Linked DNA regions of Oryza sativa: region 2 is linked to region 1. The links are chromatin contacts, called in public ChIA-PET maps. All regions are on one chromosome and are shown on one strand. Each heading gives the region's core, a stretch centred on a gene start, on an enhancer-like site or on the middle of the called end of the contact. The rest is flanking DNA. Distances are from core to core; before and after follow the strand shown. Region 1 has its middle 19 kb from the start of LOC136351745. Region 2 holds the start of KIN4A (kinesin-like protein KIN-4A).

Evidence for each region. ChIA-PET counts read pairs in DNA pulled down with a chosen protein or histone mark.
Region 2: an H3K4me3 ChIA-PET map of leaf shows a contact between it and region 1, with 7 times the contacts expected there. The contact joins the promoter of KIN4A here to the enhancer-like site in region 1. A contact is called at or near these places in 5 of 15 Hi-C or Micro-C datasets (leaf, leaf mesophyll and an unstated tissue) and 3 of 4 datasets of contacts at active chromatin or transcription factors (leaf and seedling).

The regions. Positions count from the first base shown.
Region 1 is chr9:5,108,309-5,113,601 of ASM3414082v1, forward strand. No RefSeq gene overlaps it. Among protein-coding and RNA genes, the nearest start is that of LOC136351745, 19 kb to the right of the region's middle. Within about 2 kb of position 3,628, at least 14 of the 15 cell types and tissues checked have open chromatin away from gene starts, as enhancers often do. A contact at or near this core is called in leaf and seedling, where this site is marked.
Region 2 is chr9:5,174,787-5,179,953 of ASM3414082v1, forward strand. It overlaps KIN4A (kinesin-like protein KIN-4A), which reads left to right and starts at 3,254. Exons shown (of 25, transcript NR_175402.1): 1 at 3,254-3,913; 2 at 5,019-5,165.

The DNA.
Region 1 (5,293 bases), core at 2,378-4,877:
GCATATGAGTCGTGATGCATGACACATAATTTTGACTCAGAAAAGTAGGGCATCTTTCTTCAGTTCAGATTTATCCATTTAATTATCAAAATATGTTAGCTTAGATATATCTTACTACATAGATTAGCATGCTCCCTCTCTAGCTATGTGGAAGTATCGATAGATGGTAATTAAGGATGTACGCACGTGGTGACGTGGAGTCACTACAAGAATCTGTAATTTTTTTTGGCAGCCAACAACCGCTAAGGGTAGTCTGAAAACCACCAAGAAAATATATCTTGGCAACCAAACGGATTCTTGTAGTGAGTGGTATGGATTTAAATTTGAAAATACACTTTTCATTTATTTTCCTCAGAAATATCCAGGATGCAACTATTTTTAACATAAATATACCATCATCATAAAGTGGGAGTGTGAAAAAGACACGATATTACTTAACCATTGTGTAAAAATGATACCGGCGTGACGATACCGGTGGCCATGCCGTGAGATCGCGGGACCCACCGCGGTCTCCCGAAGCCTGGGCGAGAGACCACACAATCTGCTTGGCCAACCAACAACATGGTCTCAAATTTTTTTATTTTATTTTTTGAACCTTTTAATTTTAATTTTAAAAATAAACCCATCTAAAATTTATTTTCAAGATCTGAAACTTTTGGCCATCACGCCGCACTCGCTGGCGTGACGACGTTATTTGGCCACGGCGGCATCGCTGGCATGATAGCGTTATTTGGCCACGCCGCTCTCGCTGGCGTGGCAGGACAAAACTGTCATGCCCGCTGCATGCGGCGTGACAGAGTTATTTGGCCACGCCAAAAGGTTTAGATTTGAAAATATTTTTTTAATGGTCTATTAATAAAATTAAAACATAAAAAGTCTTAAAAATAAAAAAAATTCATGGTCTCCTGAATAATTAAAGAAATAACAGTAATTAATTAATTGCTAATAATGCTAATTAATCTATTACTCTTGCGAGCGCTTTAGTTAGGGATGCGAAGTCGCGGTCTCACACACTCGTCGTGCAAAGACTGAGCAGTCTCGTGCCCTCACTGCGCGAAGTCGTGCACTCGCCGCGCGAAGTTGCATGGTAACACATGATTTCACACTTTCGTTCTGTAATGGTATACTTCTACAATTTTTTTTCTAAACGTGTATTTTTACGTAAATCCAATGAAAAAAGTATATTTTTTAAAAAAATTTGAGTGGTGTGCCGTTAATTTACAGGCTAATTAGATTGCATGGATTAGGTGAGAAGATTTCTACGAGTTGATGTGCAACTAATTGACGACGATGTAACTAATTAGATAGCTAATCAACTAATGAGGCAGCTTACCATCTGTTAATGCAAATTCAGCAGCGTCGTTCTGTTTTTAGTTGGGCCATCATATCGCCACTGCAATTCCCTGTGCCCACATGCATGCTTGCTTGACACATTTGATTGACATTACTGATGAATCGACTAGCCGTTTCTTTGGCGCCACAACTGTGTAGCTGAATGCATATATCATGCAGCATCTTCCATTTGTGTCTGCAGCTGCTAAATTTGTTTGTAGCTAGCTAGCTTGTTCCTTTTTCTTCAGACACCTCAACGGCTGGCTGATCAATTGAGATGGTGTTCGTTTCTACTAGAAGATATAGTTAGGATAAAAAAAACAAAGAAAGTTATTCACATATGATTAATTAAGTTCTAATTATTATAAACTTAAAATCAAAATTTTCTAATACTTTAGAGTAATTTTTATATAAAAGGTTTTCGCATGAAACATACCATTTAACCGCTTGAAAAACGAGCTAACGAAAACCGATGTTGAATCTACGAGCCCCATCAGTTGGCCTAATTAATATGCCAAAGCAAAAGCCAAAATTTCAATTTTTGGACTTAATTTTAAAGTTTATTTTAAGATATTTTCAACAAAATTTCTTTTTAGCGTTGGCTTTTAAGTCGCTATGAATAAATATAAAAGTTTAACTATAAATTATTTTTTATTCCCTAATAAATCGTTTTGGTTTATTAGGGGATATATATGGACAAACCGATGAGGCTCTACATCTTAATCACAGATATGGCTTAGTCTATATTTATCTGAATAATTAATGTTATCTTAACTATAATTTTAGCGAATCTTATTTGCTCCCAAAATTACACTTTAATCATATATAATAATTAATACTCATTTGGATCGGAAAATTTCACAGGAACCAATTAATATAAATCACAAGCAAATAATTATTTCATACTACTATGAATTGCTGGCAAAAGAGTGTAGTAATTGGCTGTAGTACAAGTGCAGAGGCAGTTTGGTGGCCTGCCGCATGAAGTAATTAAAAACCTCATCACTAGATAGGACATGAGAAGAAAATGCAGTTGCACTGTGTGATATTATGTAGGATCCGACACCTACATTATTCATTGGCGCTTGATATGATGCTACTCCCTTCGTTCCAAATAAAATAAACAAATATAGTGTATTGCAGTACTGTAAATTAGAAAATAAACAAATATAGTGTAGTCCAGTACAGTGAGTTACAATAGACTCCTATATAATACAATGTTTATTTATTATGAGACCGAAGGAGTAGGTTCCAGCCCACATGTATAAGCTAATCAAACTAAAAAAACGTGCTACTCCCTCCGTCCCATAATATAAGGGATTTTGAGTTTTTCTTGCAATATTTAACCACTCGTCTTATTCAAAATTTTTTGAAATTATTATTTATTTTATTTGTGACTTATTTTATTATCTACAGTACTTTAAGCACAACTTTTTGTTTTTTATATTTGTAAAAAAATTTGAATAAGACGAGTGGTCAAACGTTGCAATTAAAAACTCAAAATCCCTTATATTGTTGGACGGAGGGAATACTTGTTATTCCGATGAAGTTTGCAACATATCTTAACTTAACTCTGTCATCTTTTGTTTTATATCGATCGGGAAGCGTTAAAGTGTGGTAGTGTAGTCAACTTGCTATCATGATTTTTACTATTCACTCAGTCTGAAAATATAATAATTTCTCCGTATACATATTCCCTTTTTAATCAATCATAATTCTTTTACAGTTCAAATTCCCCCATCAATTTTCTACTCGTAACCTAGCACAGCCTTTACATATTTAATTCCACTTACTTTTTTAAGGGCCAATTTACCTAGTACCATCACAAAAATCACGGAGTTGGAAAATACCATCGTATGTGTCATTGACATGTGGGTCTAGGCCCCACATGTCATTCTCACGTACGATGGTATTTTGCAACTCACGTATCTTTGCGATGGTATTTCCCAATTTTTTTTCCTTTTTTTAATAGAATGTTTAACTCTAAAAAAATGTTATATTCTAAGATGTAGGTAGTATCAAAACTATATGTTTAAGTATCAATTTGATTGTAAAACTACATATTATAAAAGGTCTCGTGAAATTTACTCCATGTATATAAATCAAACAAATATATAAAAAAAGTTTGAGCTGAGAGGGAGCTAATGTATATTGTCCTCTGCAGTCTCCACATGAAGGCCACCAATTAATGGCAACAGTAGCAAAGACTGAAATCTCAGTATGGGCTGTACTATTGTGGTGCCATGTTAATTCCCGGCCCATAATGGTAATGTGGCAGGCTCACAAGCCAAATTTTGATGGTTGTGCCTTAACAAAAAGGGTCCTGGTTCTTGCCGTACAAACAGTAGCCCTGTGACTTCAAAGGTGTTCTGCAGTCCCTTTCCTATACATTAATAATTCAGCTTTTTTTAATCATTGATCTAGTTTCAGAAGCAACGTACTCTGCACTTCACTTTTGTCGCTTGATGACGGTCAGTGACACGTACCACGTTGTTCTTCTATACTACTAACACGCCGGCCGTAGATTATTAGGACCCTATTTAGTTCACACCAAACTTTCTCTCAACTTTCAACTTTCCATCACATCACATCATATCACATCCAAAACTTTTCTACACACATAAATTCTCAACTTTTTTTAACTTTTTTTCAAACTACCAATTTTTCCTAAACTTTTTCCTAATTTTAGAAACTGAACACAGCTTATGAACGGTAATTTTCTCAGTGTTTGAAACTATTGTATACCTCGTGATTATCGTTAAACATGAAGTGATGATAACCCTAATTAAAATAGTTTGGTAAACCTTGCTAACTAGATCCAAATAATAAGAAATGTGCTAGAAGAAAGGAGGACGATTTCATTTTTAATGTAGTGTAGTTTTAATGTAGTAGATATATGAGCATCATTCTTCTACGTACGAGTAGTGTCTATATATATATGAATGAGTACTAATCAATTTTGCAAATTAGTTTGAAATTTTGATATATTACAAATTAATTTGAAATTATGATAGCAATCAAAATTATTCTAGTGTTTGAAATTGTTATATAGCAAGGAAATTTATTTTGGTATACCACTTACTCTCCGTCCCATAATATAAGGGATTTTGACATTTTGCTGACACTGTTGGATCATTTGTCTTATTAAAAAAATTGAAATTATTATTTATTTTATTTGTGACTTACTTTATTATCCAAAGTACTTTAAGTACAACTTTTCGTTTTTTATATTTGTACAAATTTTTTAAATAAGACAAGTGGTCAAACAGTGCATGCAAAATGTCAAAATCTCTTATATTAGGGGACATAGGGAGTATTTTCTAAACTAGGAAGGTAGCCCACGCACATGCGATTGTGGCTCCAATATGCATGGGCACTTGTTTTAACTTAAAATAATGATTCTATGTAGGTGGATTTTTCTTGAAATATTCAATAACTCTATTCTAAGTCTATTTTGGCCAATAATTTGTATGGGATTACTCTGAATGTTGGCTATGGATTTCTTTTGATTACTCTTGCAACATATAAATTCTAAACTAAAATTACTTAAAACCATACAATCTTGAATTCATGAGAAAAAATATGATAGCACAGCAATGGTGTTGGCTCCTATGGAACTATGGTTTTTATGGTGCGTGTGTTTTTATTTTTTTGAATATTTACCATATCTTGTTTTTGGAGTTGCTAAAATTTTTTCTGCTCTACTATACTCGTCATTATGTATTTTAGGATATATGACATACCATGCATATTTAATAGAAATCACATAGGAAATGACATGATATGCACTACTATTCTCTTATTAGTTCGGGCACTAATATAAGTTTAGTATGATTTGTGTTCAATAATTAACCAAAGTTAGTATAAAATACCTACATACCATACATATTTAATAGAAATCAAAGAGAAAACATGTACTCCTATGTTCTTTTACTTATAATTTAGGGAGTTAATATAGTCT
Region 2 (5,167 bases), core at 2,004-4,503, 66 kb after region 1:
CAGAAGATTTTATTTTTAAAATTTAAAATTTAAAAGGTTTTTAAAATAGGAAAAATTCCCATATTTTCCTATGGAATTGGACAGTACGTAGGAGGGCAATCTTATGATTTTTTTTAATCTTTTTCTATGAACCAAAGAGGTCTTTATGGAAAAAAATCCTCCAAAAATCTTTTGCTTATCCTCCACCCTGAAGGGGGCTTAGAATTAAAAAAAATAACATTTTGTAATACACAACCAAGGAACTGTATGTAGCCATGCAAAACAATGAGTTGTATAAGGAGCTTAGAGGTGATGGCGATGGCTAGGAGAGGAATACCTAATTTTTGTTTTGATTTCAATTTGATGACTCTAATTTACTCTTTTCATTAGAAGATGGAATAGATTACATTGAAGTGATGTAATAATGGTTATCAATACTTGAAATGCAGGACATGAGAAGAAATGTGGCCGTTGGATGTATTCAATAGGACAGAACATAGTGTTTTGTGTGTAAATTGGTGAGTGAACTTAGAGAAGAGAGTGAGACTTTTTTATATTAGTATATATATTAAAATAATAAAACTGGGTACACTAAAAATACTTTGTTAATTCGATAGTTGCATTCTGTGTGTAAATTTGTGTGTGGACTAGCTTTGAGAAAGTATATATGTTTTTCGTATTGGTATCGTCTAAGAAAGAAAACGGGTTCCACCAAAACTAATGTGATGCATTATATTGGCAGAAAAAACCAACACCCAAAAGAGAAATATATATTATAGGAATATATAAATTAAGTTGAGCAGAAAAAGTGGGTCGTGTAACATGTAAACCATAGACTACATATAACCTTATGAAATTATGATCCGAGAAATTTCCTGTGTCCACATGTGCCTAGTTGGACAATTGATAAATGCACAAACCTGTGGTCCCCAAGCCACATTCATATGCCAAGTAATGGTTGTGACTAGGTTCATTAAAAATTTTATGTAAAAAAGTGCAAAGTAGCAAGGGGGAAAAAGGTGAAAGAAACAGTGAGGTCAGCAATAGTTAATTAGCCCTTACTGCAAGATCTCACCAACAATTCTGCCCTTGAATAATTTAGCAGCAAAAAGGGAAAAAAGAAGAAGATGTGTAAACAAGAAAATAAAATAAGAATGCAGAGAAAGAAAGAAAATAAATTGCTCTTGAAGCCACATGAGATTGGCTAACTACCATCCATTTGTTGACAAGAAAGAAAGCTCTTTTCACAAACAATATGATAATGGGTTTGTGAGAGGGGCATCACCAGCTTTGCATAAACAATGCATTAAGTCACTGTTAGTGGAGGTAACGAGTTAACATCAGCTCACTAGCCATGTAATTCTGGACCAAATCTTTTTAACCTCCCCATATGTACGCATCCACTGACATCCCCCATATGCCAATAGACAACCGAATTGACACCTTAGCTTCCAAGTTATTGTTTCAGCTGCCCTATGACGTCTGCATGTTAATTGGGGTCTTCTTTGCATTGCATTGAAGCTGGTTACTTCATTTTGGGTCAACAATAGTGGTCCGGATCCAATGTCTATCCCCCATCTTGCAACCAAAATTTTACACATCCCTCATGAATGGCCATGAGTGACCATCTTCAGTCACTCCATGCTTTCCAACTACAGTGGTCACAGCAATTTCTCTTCTTTACTTCAGTTATGTTGTGGGGCGAGGTGAGCGAATGCGTGAAAAAAAAAATTTTCATGCCATAGGACGATTCTCCATTTGACTCAGCTTTTCTGCTAAAGAAATTGTCAACATGCAAAAGATTAATTTAGTATTAAGTATTAAAAATATGAAAAATGATTTTATTTGTTTTTTAAATAAATTTCTATATAACTTTTTTTTTAAAAAAACACCGTTTAAGGTAAACGAGGAAGTTGGAAAAGCCAAACTCAGGCTAGAACGCACCCTCAGTCAATAAAAAGAAAGAACTCATTAATTTGGTCTGTGGATCCATGTTTAATTCTGTGACATTTGACAAGGTAGGCAAACACATGATGACTCGCAATTTTGGAACTACCGAAAGTATACTTGAGTATCAGTACTAGTACTGTATTTCAGTCAGTTGTCGACAACAGATTTTTGGTAAGAGATGTTCAACGGATTTCTTTTTTCCTATTGGAAACACATGTGAGCAATGATCTTGACACGCTGTTGAGAGTATTAATTGTCAGGTAGTGCTAATTGTTTTTACTCCATGTTGTTGTTGTTGTTGCTACACAGTGTGATTATTCTTATACTAGTATAAAATTGACACAATGTGGCACTAGTAATAGTAGTAGCTTGTCTTCTCCTATTAATTTTCCCCTAGTTTTATCTTGTGTTTGTCCATCTTTCTTTCAGTAGCAGTCAGTTCAGTTTCCTGGCTGGCCCTGAACCCAAGAAAATGAACAGTAAGCTAAATAGAAAAAAATAATCAATCCACTCCCAGTGAATGAATCATCAGATGCTGCTGAGCCTAACTCTAACTGTAGTTGTTCTAGCGATTCTAGCACTAGTACACTAGTGCAATTTACCCTTCACTTTCACCTTATCAAGGAAAATACTTAAAAAGCGATGTTAAAGGGAAAAAGAGGAAAAATCTCTGTTAACTACATTGAACAGCCTTGAAATTTTTTGTAAAGCTGCAATAAAGGCTTTGGATGAAAGGAGAGATATTTTAGCAGCGATTTTATCATGCTGCATTTAGTAGCAGCAGATTATTTGTTATTTGAAAACTCAAAATTCCAACCAAGAGATTGATTTGTACTTATCCATAATCTGGTATTAAACCCCACCTTTAATCAGGTGATTAGAATTGCCTTGATGAGCATGGATATTGTCACTGCATTTACCTTCAGACTTTTTTCCCCTTGAAAACTCAAAATCCCAACCAAGAGTTCAATATGTACCTATCCATAATTTGGTAGTAGTAAACCCACTTTTAATCAGGTGATTAGGATTTACCAGGTGCACACATACTGTCGCAGGGACTAGTTAGTTAATGGGAGGTGAAAGAAAGAACATGAGTGAGAGAGAGAGAGAGAGAGAGAGAGAGGGGGGGGGGGGGGAATGCTGCTACTCTAGTAGTAGGAGTAGCTAACAACCAAGAAGATGCCATGTCCTTGTTGCAGGGGCAGTGGTGGTAAGGTAAGAAATGCAGCAGTATAAGCAGTAAGCACTCCACTCACTCACCAAAAGCAGAAAAAGAAAGAAAGAAAGAAAGAAAGAAAAGGGACAAGGAGATTAACTAAGACACACCCCACCTACACACTCTTCTTCCTCCTCTTCCTTCTTCTTCTTCCTCTTCTTCTCCTCCATTTCCATTTCTCCACCCACCACCAAACATCTCCGGATCCTTCGCTCCATCCTCCTCCTAAGAAGAGCCCAAGAAGCCAGCAAGATCCAAAGATCAAGAGCAGCATTTGTAGCTGCAACTGCTGGTGCTGGTGCTGTTGCTGTTAGATCGAGGAGGATTCAACAAGTGTGTTGGTGGTGGTGGAAGTTGTTACAGAATTGCGGGTGAGAGAAGTTTCTTCACCGCACCTCACCAAAATCTCCATCCATCCGTCTGAATCCCAACTCCACCTGCAACTGCAACTGCACGGCGAGATTGCAGTACAACCCAAGAAACCATGATGAAGTGGCAGCATCAGTAGCAGTAGCAGCAGCAGGAGGAGGAGGAGGAAGAGGGCTCCTCTTTAATCCTTGCTTCACTCATCTTCATCAGAATCCTCCTTATTGGCTCCGCCTCGCATTCTGTGCTGCATCGGCTGTTGTATGGTCGGTGGCGAAGATGACGATGGAGCACGGCGAGGATTGCTGCGTCAAGGTGGCCGTCCATGTCCGCCCGCTCATCGGCGACGAGAAGCTTCAGGGCTGTAAGGACTGCGTCTCCGTCGTCTCCGGCAAGCCGCAGGTATTCCTTCTCTTCTCTTTTTATCACTCACTCATTTGGCTTCTTTTTTCTTGTTTATACGTCCCAATTCAGAGAGACTAGATTGACTCTCATCCTGTCAATTGTTTCTGGATTTCTCTTTTATTTTATTTTTTTTGGGGGGGACGTGATTTCCTGGGAAAATCCAAACAATATGATAAGTTCTCTGCATTGTTCTTTTAAGATTACCTGAAATTTTTAATTAAATTCAGAGATTGGAGACATATTTTGTCCAAGTCAAGAAAGAAAAATCTCTGACTCTGTTTTTCTCTGTTGAGTACAAGAACAGAGGAGCTCAGAAGAGGACTTGTTGTTTCCCCCAATTTTGGTCCTCTAATTCAGAAAAAAAAACTTGTCAAAATTCATGGAGAATCTAGCTTGCTTCCTTGTTTTAGCTCCCTATGAAATGATAGAGATGCCCATCTGTTCGCTTTCCCTTTCTCTTAGTTTTGTTTTCTTTTCCTTTTGATCATCATTAAATGAGGCTCTAGAGTCTTCCTTCTCCTTTTTTCTTCTTCAGAATAAAATTGTATATATTTTTTTCACTGTCGGCAGCGCCAAATGTTCCTCATTTTTTGGTGTGAAGTTGCGTCCAATGTTGATGACGCTAATGCTATACCCTTTCTTTTATCTGGGGCTGGAATTCTGTCAGCATCACGCAATTATCACCCAGGTTTTCTTTCTCCAGTTTTGTCCATCCAACACTCATCCTTGTTGGATTCTTCCCTTCCCTTCCTTTTCTTTCTTCCATCAAGATTTATTAAGTCATTTTCTCAGACAAAACGCAGCAAGATTAATTAGGTTCCTTAATTAATCTAATCCTCCATTACACAAACTCGAATGATGAGATCTGGCTTAGGTATCATATTCTTTTGGTAAGATGGTTTGCTCTCCATAAGACTGTTGTTTGTTGATCTTTCTTGGGTTCCCCACCAATTTCATTTCTTTGGGAGATGATGAAAAGTTACTTTCTTTCATTCTCCCAAATCAATCTTTTTACCGGTGGTGGCGGTGGTGATGATGGGGGTGAAAAAAAAGGGCATATCTTTCTTTGTTTTGTTGTTGCTGATGGGTTTTGTTGTTGCAGGTTCAGATCGGGAGCCATTCCTTCACCTTCGACCATGTGTACGGCAGCTCCGGCACGCCGTCGGCGGCCATGTTCGAGGAGTGCGTGGCGCCGCTCGTCGACGGCCTCTTCCAGGGCTACAACGCCACCGTGCTCGCATACGGCCAGGT